Linked DNA regions of Mus musculus: region 2 is linked to region 1. A link is a contact called in public promoter capture Hi-C data. All regions are on one chromosome and are shown on one strand. Each heading gives the region's core, a stretch centred on a gene start, on an enhancer-like site or on the middle of the called end of the contact. The rest is flanking DNA. Distances are from core to core; before and after follow the strand shown. Region 1 holds the start of Rlim (ring finger protein, LIM domain interacting). Region 2 holds the start of 2610002M06Rik (RIKEN cDNA 2610002M06 gene).

Evidence for each region. Promoter capture Hi-C pulls out the DNA fragments that hold promoters and counts their contacts.
Region 2: a contact with region 1 is called in a promoter capture Hi-C map of pre-B cells, with 6 times the contacts expected there. The contact joins the promoter of 2610002M06Rik here to the promoter of Rlim in region 1. A contact is called at or near these places in 2 of 39 promoter capture datasets (cranial neural crest and pre-B cells).

The regions. Positions count from the first base shown.
Region 1 is chrX:103,979,577-103,983,464 of GRCm38.p6, reverse strand. Rlim (ring finger protein, LIM domain interacting) reads left to right here and starts at 2,180. Exons shown (of 5, transcript NM_011276.4): 1 at 2,180-2,402.
Region 2 is chrX:107,814,861-107,818,352 of GRCm38.p6, reverse strand. 2610002M06Rik (RIKEN cDNA 2610002M06 gene) reads left to right here and starts at 2,019. Exons shown (of 8, transcript NM_025921.3): 1 at 2,019-2,218. The coding sequence starts at 2,203. It overlaps Tent5d (terminal nucleotidyltransferase 5D), which reads right to left and starts at 1,876. Exons shown (of 6, transcript NM_001163104.2): 1 at 1,712-1,876.

The DNA of each region.
Region 1 (3,888 bases), core at 931-3,430:
GAGCAACATAGCAGGCTCAAACATACACGCAAAAAGTGTAATTTATAAATTAAAACATTCTATATAATGTCTAGTATTTTTTTTAAAGACAGAGTCTCACTCTAGCCCAGGCTGGCCTGGAACACACTAGGTAGCCCAGACTGGCCTTGAATGAGTTACAATCCTGCTTGATCCTCTTAGGTACTTTGATAACAGGCAAACACTGTGGTGCCCAGCTACACTGGGGCTTTTGACACACATTACCAGATTGTCTTTTAAAAGTTACATGACCTTTGAGCAGGGAAGAGTGAAGAAGGTTTGAAATACCAGTACGAATACTTGGGAAGTAGAAGCTTGACTGTAGATTCAAGGCCAGCCTGGGTCTCATAGACAGACTCTCCATTTTAAAATTTAGTCTCACACTTTAATCTCAGGCTGGTCTGGAATTTATTATGTAGCCCAAGTTGGCCTCCAACTCTCAGCAACCCTCCTGTCTCAGCTTCCCCAGTTCTTGGGTTTTTAGTGTGTGTGTGTGTTTTTGGTTTTTGGAGACAGGGTTTCTCTGTGTAGCCCTGGATGTCCTGGAACTCACTCTGTAGACCAGGCTCGAACTCAGAAATCCACCTGCCTCTGCCTCCCAAGTGCTGGGATTAAAGACGTGCGCCACCACTGCCCGGCGTGTTCTTTTTTTTTTTTTTTAAAGATTTATTTATTTTATGTATGTGATTACACTGTCGCGGTCTACAGACACAGCAGATGAGAGCATCGGATCACATGGCAGACGGTTGGGAGCCACCACGTGGTTGCTGAGAATTGAACTCAGCGCCTCTGGAAAAACAGTCTGTGTGCTTAACCGCTGACTCATCTCTCCAGCTCTTTACCGCGTTCTTAACCGGTGAGATAAACTAAGTGCTTTACAGAAAATTACGTAGGTAATGGAGAAGGTTAAATAGAGTGGTCACGGGTTTCTCTAGGAGGTGAGGTGAGGCCTAGACGATCCATGTAAAAAATATGAAAAGAAAAATATTATAGTGTAGTTTATGTGTGTGCCTTTTTTTTGTTTTTTGTTTTTGTTTTTCGAGACAGGGTTTCTCTGTGTAGCCCTGGCTGTCGTAGAACTCACTCAGTATACCAGGCTGGCCTTAAACTTACACAGAGATCTGCCTGCCTCTGCCTCCTGAGTACTGGCGTTAAAGGCGAGCCACCGTCGACCAGCTTCCAGCTTCCAGCCCAGTTTAAGCAACTGATGTAGCAATAAGTTAGGTTCGTTGGAACAACAGTAAAAAAGTTAGTCTACCTGTTCTTTTATCAGAAAACAGAAAAATAGGGTGGGAACACAGAGACGTACTTTAAAACGGGGTGGGGGCGGTTGGGTTCTTATTCCCTTTAACTGAACAATGGGAACTGAAAGGTGTATGGCGCATTCCCTCTGGTCCTTTCTTTAGGCTTTAGCATCCAATAGACGCTTCCTTAACCGCCCTTTTCGAATTCCCCCACTATCACTTTTTCCCATCCATTTACAAATCGCCACACCCTTTTAAAGTACTCTAGTTAGAGCCTCGAGGAGGCCTTCCCCACCACTTTTTAACATTGCAAATTCACTTTTGTCCCCACGTTTTATGCCTCCACCCACTTCCTCACTTTTAATCTCTAGTATTTAGCAACAAATTGTTTTATAAGTGTGTTCACCCTAGATTACCAAATCCCTTAAGGACTGAGAATTCTTGGACTATTTCAACTTAATTTATGGTTCAACTTCCTCAACATCTACAGCTGTGCTTGAGCTACAGTTGGCATTCGATAAATACATGTTGAATAAAAGGTTGGCTGCCGTCTACACTAGTCTGGACTGTATGGATCAATGCCAGTTACACCGATACTACATTCTTGTTCTCTGTGAAGGGCTTCAAGCGGCCCGACTGTGACGTCCTTCAGCTTTCAAAATGGGAAAGCGAAGGTTCCCACAATTCTCAGAACGCGAATTTCTCGCTACAACTCAAAATGGCGAAGGAGGGTGGGGCCTGTCACATGGTGGGCGTCCCAGTAGCATTTTTTTCCCGACCCGCCGCCCGTCTGGGCGGGTAGTCTGTCCGGCCCCTCCTCTGCCCACCAGGCCTTTTCGAGGGCTCAACTGGGATTGGCTGGCCAGCAGTCTGGGCGGGGGCCTGTGAAGCTGGGAGCGCAGCATCACTTCCTGTTGTGGGCAGTCATTTCCTGTCAGTGCTAGGTAACAATGGGGAAGATAATGGCTGATTGAGCTACGTCTCCGAGCTGGCGCTGTTCTAGAGGCGGGTCTCTTGCCCGGGTTTAGAGGCGGGTTAGAACGCGGCGGCAGCGGCAGCACAGTAGCGCAGCGGAGGTCCCAGTGGCGGCGGCGGAGCCCAGTTGAGTTCCCTCCTGGCCGAAACACCGTGTAAGTGAAGGTACGGGCACCCCGAGAAATGGGATGTCGGACTGGAGGCAGGCAGGGGCCGCGGCCCTCAAAATGGCCCGAGTTGGCCAGCCGCGGCCGAGACACCCACTACGGCCTCCGGACCTGGGCTCCCGGCTGTGGGGGGCTCCGTGGCGTAGTCGCCGCTGCCATTTTAGTTGGGTGGCGTGTGTCGGCCCCGCTCGTGGAAGAAGGGGAAGGAGTCGGGCAGGACTTCCTCTCCCAGGCCGTGGAGTCGGGGCCCGGCCCTCCCGAGCTAAGAACGAACGCCGGGGAGGCGATCCTGGACTCCGGGCCTCAGGCGTGAGGATGGCTCCAGTGCTTCTTACTAAGAGGTTCCCCCCACCCCCCATCGTCGTCGCCCCGCGTTGCGTATCGGGCTAGGGTTTGGGGAAGTGGGGTGGAGGTGCTCTTAATTCGGATGTTGGGAACTCTTGAACCTTCAGATTTTCACAGGATTCGCAGAGCCTCATTTTGAACGCTTCTGTAGGGCATGACCAGTTTGTTAACCTCTGGGGCTACGGTGACAGTCTTCCGGGAGGATCGGAGACAAACGTGGTTTGCTTCCCTGCACCTTTAGCCCTAAGTGTATCCTTGGCCAGATTTTACTAGAAGGGTTTTCCTCCTCACAAGAAAAAAAAAATTAAAAAAACGGAGGGAAAAGACGTTGCGGGTTGTTTTCCCTGGTAAGTGTGGGAATTGAGCCAGACTATTTTCAAGTTAATTTCCGTGTGATCTGCCAGCAGCCCTACCCCTCCCCCACTCAGAAAAAAACCCCTAAGGGTCTCTGCTTCTGCGGGCGGGCGGTACCTGCCACGTACGCCATAGCTTAGTAACTAGTATTAACCGGTTGGGCTTCTGCTTCCTGAATACTCAGTCCCTTTCCCCCTTCTGCTGATTAATTTCAAGATGGAGGAGACAGCCACGTTCTTTTCCTGGACAGTTTCACCATACTTATTCCACAGGTTCGTTTGGCATCTGAGGCCTAGGAGACTAGTTATTTAGGTCATTTTTTTCCTCTTTTGGAGGGGAAAGGGATTTTATATCAGATTCTCATGGGCTCCTGGCAGGCCCCACTGTATATATGTTTTTTTTTCCTAGAAATAAGTTGCTTACATTTCTTGACTTGTAATTAGCCACCGTGCGTTTGAATGATTGAAGACAGAAAGAATAGGAAGTGTAGTCCTAATCATTTCTTTGATTCTTTATAATTAGGAGGCAGGCACAATTACAGGTCCACCTTTTCCTCAAATCAGTTTCTGAAATACAGGTTAAGGATCTAAAAGGACCAACCCAAGCACCCTTTAAGATAACTATTTAAGGGCAAACAATCATGCTGAAAAGGTCACAAATATCTCTTAGCTTAAAATGTCCTGATGATTTTTATTATTTTAATTTCTGCCTTAGGCTACTGTGGTATGCCAAATAAGTTCTTGAAAGTGGCTCGTAGAACTTGAAAATAATTATTAGTCTGATAA
Region 2 (3,492 bases), core at 770-3,269, 3.8 Mb before region 1:
GGTATTAATTCAATAAAGAATTTATTATTATATACTTGAATATCCAATTATACTATGTAAATAGAGGAAAAATATTGACCTTTGGGTCCATCTCTGAATTTATTTTATCATAATTTAAAGAAGTTCAGATTATCCACCTGATGTTATAACAAGAACAGGAAATCTGAGAAAAATTATAAAGAGATACACTATTCCCATTCCTGGTGCATTCCTATTCTTTCCTGCAATGGAGCTTAGTTTCAATAAACCATTACATTTTCTAGTCACTTTAGTAAATTTTGCTAAAAAGCCACAAAAGCATTGTCACAAAGCAGTCAAAACAAATATTAATATTTAGTGTCTAGGATCTAAAGATTATTTTATAAATATTTTCACTTAAAATACTTATTCATGTAACTGACTCAATTATAAAACTGACCATGATTAAAATCAGATAGTCAAGAAAATATGAAGTTAACTTTGGGATTTAAAACATAAAAGACCTCATAAACGTAAAATACCTTCTAGGTGTTTAGTACAGACGATAACAGTTTTGTTTTGTTTTTTACTTAAGACAGACAGCAGCAGCAAACACTCTCTATAAACAAGGACCTTATAAAAGAGATACTTCTTGAAAAAGTTTATCGTTTGAAAAAAATTTTAATTTAACGTTTATTTTTATACATTGCATACCTATAACTCTAACAACAGCATTTTAAAACTCACATATGTTTAAGTTTTGGTAGGTTGTTCTAGTATTTATGGTTTTACTGAAGGAATGATGTTAAAAATAGTAAGTGCTAAGGGAAAGTCTTTCCAGACAGATATCTTTACCTTTAACCCCCAAAGGTAGTTTTCCAGCAATGAAGGCAACTGTTTAAGGCACACAGAGAACTGATGAAATTTCCAAAGCTTTCAGTTTCATAAGTCTTGTTCTCCAACTATAAAGTGAGATGCAAACCTAAAAATAACCTTTACACGGTTCTGCCTATTGAAATGATTTCTAGACTGTACTTCCCAGAACTTTGTATTGAGCAAGGGTTCTCTTTTTCTTTTAATGAAACACGGACAGTTAGAAAACAGTCTGAAGCTTTTTACCAACTATCATTAACACAAAATAATAAAATATTCACTTTTAAAGCCAGTTTTGTTAAAAAAAAAAAAAAGAAATAATCCTAAGGATAAAAAGTGTATGGCATTGTGCACATAATTCCACAGGTTGAATTTAAGAATGAGGTAAATGACAAACTTCTGAGATTTAGCAATTACGACAATTACACTAACTTTCAGAGTAATATATGTAATTTCTATGACACTAAAATTGAAATGCCACAAATCTGCTTAAAATTCCCTCTTTTCCTAAGTCCAGAGAGTGCTTCTAATAAATCCACCTCTGGACATTTCTGAAAGTCAAAGGAACGTAAAATACGCCAAGCTCTATCTACGACCACCCCCATTACTGCTCCCACCCATTATAGAGATTTTATATTAATTTTAGACCATACATCAGCTGTGCTTAAGAAAAATAAAATTAAACCAACTAATATGAGAAAAAATTTCGAAGCAACATTACCTCTCAAGTAGAGCCGGACTTTTCCTCCTTCCCCTTCAACCCTACAACTCTAAGGTTCAAGATTGTTTAAAAAACCTCAACATTACCCACCACACTAACCCCTCGAGCCGTTCTTTTACACTGTCAGAATTTTTAAAAAGTACTTTAAAAGTCCTATACCTTTGTCTTCACCCTTTAAGACTTAAGCTCTGAGAGAAAGGGATGAGGGACGACCAGGACTGTGTGAAATCTGAGGTACGAGGTGGGCGGAAGGCTAAGCGGCGTCCAGGTTGACAAAAGAAAGAACTAGAAGTCCGGTGGGATGCCGGACCAGGTTTAGCGCAGTTATCCTGAGCGCACGTGAAGCATCTAAGTGGGAGGGACCTAAGCTTCAGCTCTCGGACTCCACCGCCCCCAAGCGACCAGAGCCATCCTAACCGAAGCGACTCACTGCAGCCATGTTGGCGTCGTCCCAGTCCCGCCTCTCTAGCTCGTGGGACTCCACCCACCACGGGTTCTAAACCGAAACAGGAAGTGGGCTAGGATCCCTCGAAACCCGCTACAACCGCCACCCTCCGCGCGCCCAAGCGACCCACAACTCGCGGGTCCAGCCCCTGTCCCGCGTGTTACCTGCCCCTCCCCCTCCTCCCGCCCGGTGAACTCGAGAGATCATGTCGAACATGGAGAGTATCCTTTCTGTTGGTCAAGATGCTACCAGGGCCTTGGGGGCTGGGGAGGGGGGGGCGAAGGCAGGGGTGCTGGGGACACGCCCAGGGGCTTGACCCTTTGGGCCCGCACGTGGGGCGAGGGAGCTGTGATGCGGATGGGTAGGCTCCAGCGGCCTGGGGTTGGCCTTTTTTTTATTTTTTTTATTTTTCACCCTCCTCCTCGCTGCGGCCGCCGCCTCCGCCTCCGCTGCCATCCTCGAATGTGGGGAGGGTCAGAGGAGCCAGTGGACAGACAGAGATAATTGAGCCCGTACCGCCCCTTGTTGAGGATTTCTGTCACCTGCCTTATCAGTGAATTTTTGGCCTCTTTGAAATTGACAGGGAATGGTGCCAGGACCTAGGGGAGGCGACTGGAGTTTGCCTATGGCTCCAGGCGGAGGTGTAGGTTCTCAAAGCGTACGTGGACAAACTGCTTTTGGCGAACTGCCCTTTAATGACTGCAGGTGACTGGTGATGAGGTTGAGCGATTGCTACGAACCCTCCGAACTAACTGTGCTCGCTTTCTGTTCCCGCTGCATTCTAATTTAACACTTGAGGAAATTCAGGTTATTCCTGAAGCCATAAAGTCCATCAGCCAAACCTGTCTGGCCACTTGGGCAATTAGTAGGGGCTAAGAATAAAGCTTCCTGGTGACGTCATGAACACAATTTGGCTTTCTTTTTCTTTTTCACTACTTAAATTCCATCACAGAAGCTCCATGTTGCTGTAATTTTTGCTCCTTCCAGGGGTTGGCTTTAGAGAAAAATAAAATAAATTGCTTTTTCTTCAACTCCAAGATAGCAAAAAGATAAACCATGGGTTATGGTAACTGTTCTGTAGCTCGTGTTAAGCTCTTTTGGCGCTATTAGTCTATAAGCCTGAAGTACAGGTAAAAATGGTTTTTTGATGGGTTCAATTTTATGTCATCCAGTAAATCTTGCAGCACTAGTCAGGATATGCTGTACATTAAAGTGCTAGCCTGGAGGAAAGGTGCAGATCATGAAAAGATGACCAAGAGAGGTCCTGTTTCTACTGCATGTAAAAAAAAATAGTGACTGTAGTATAGTTTTAATATTAGCATAAAGTGACAAGCACTTTATTGAACTCTGAGTCAAAATATCAGTTTTATTTCCCAAGTTCCTTGAAACAACAGTTTTCTGAATTAAGGCATGGTGTTCATCCTCTGTCACCCACTTGACTCATTTGGGAAGCATATTGTCTCACCTTTCAACCCTAGAAAGGCATTTTTAAAGT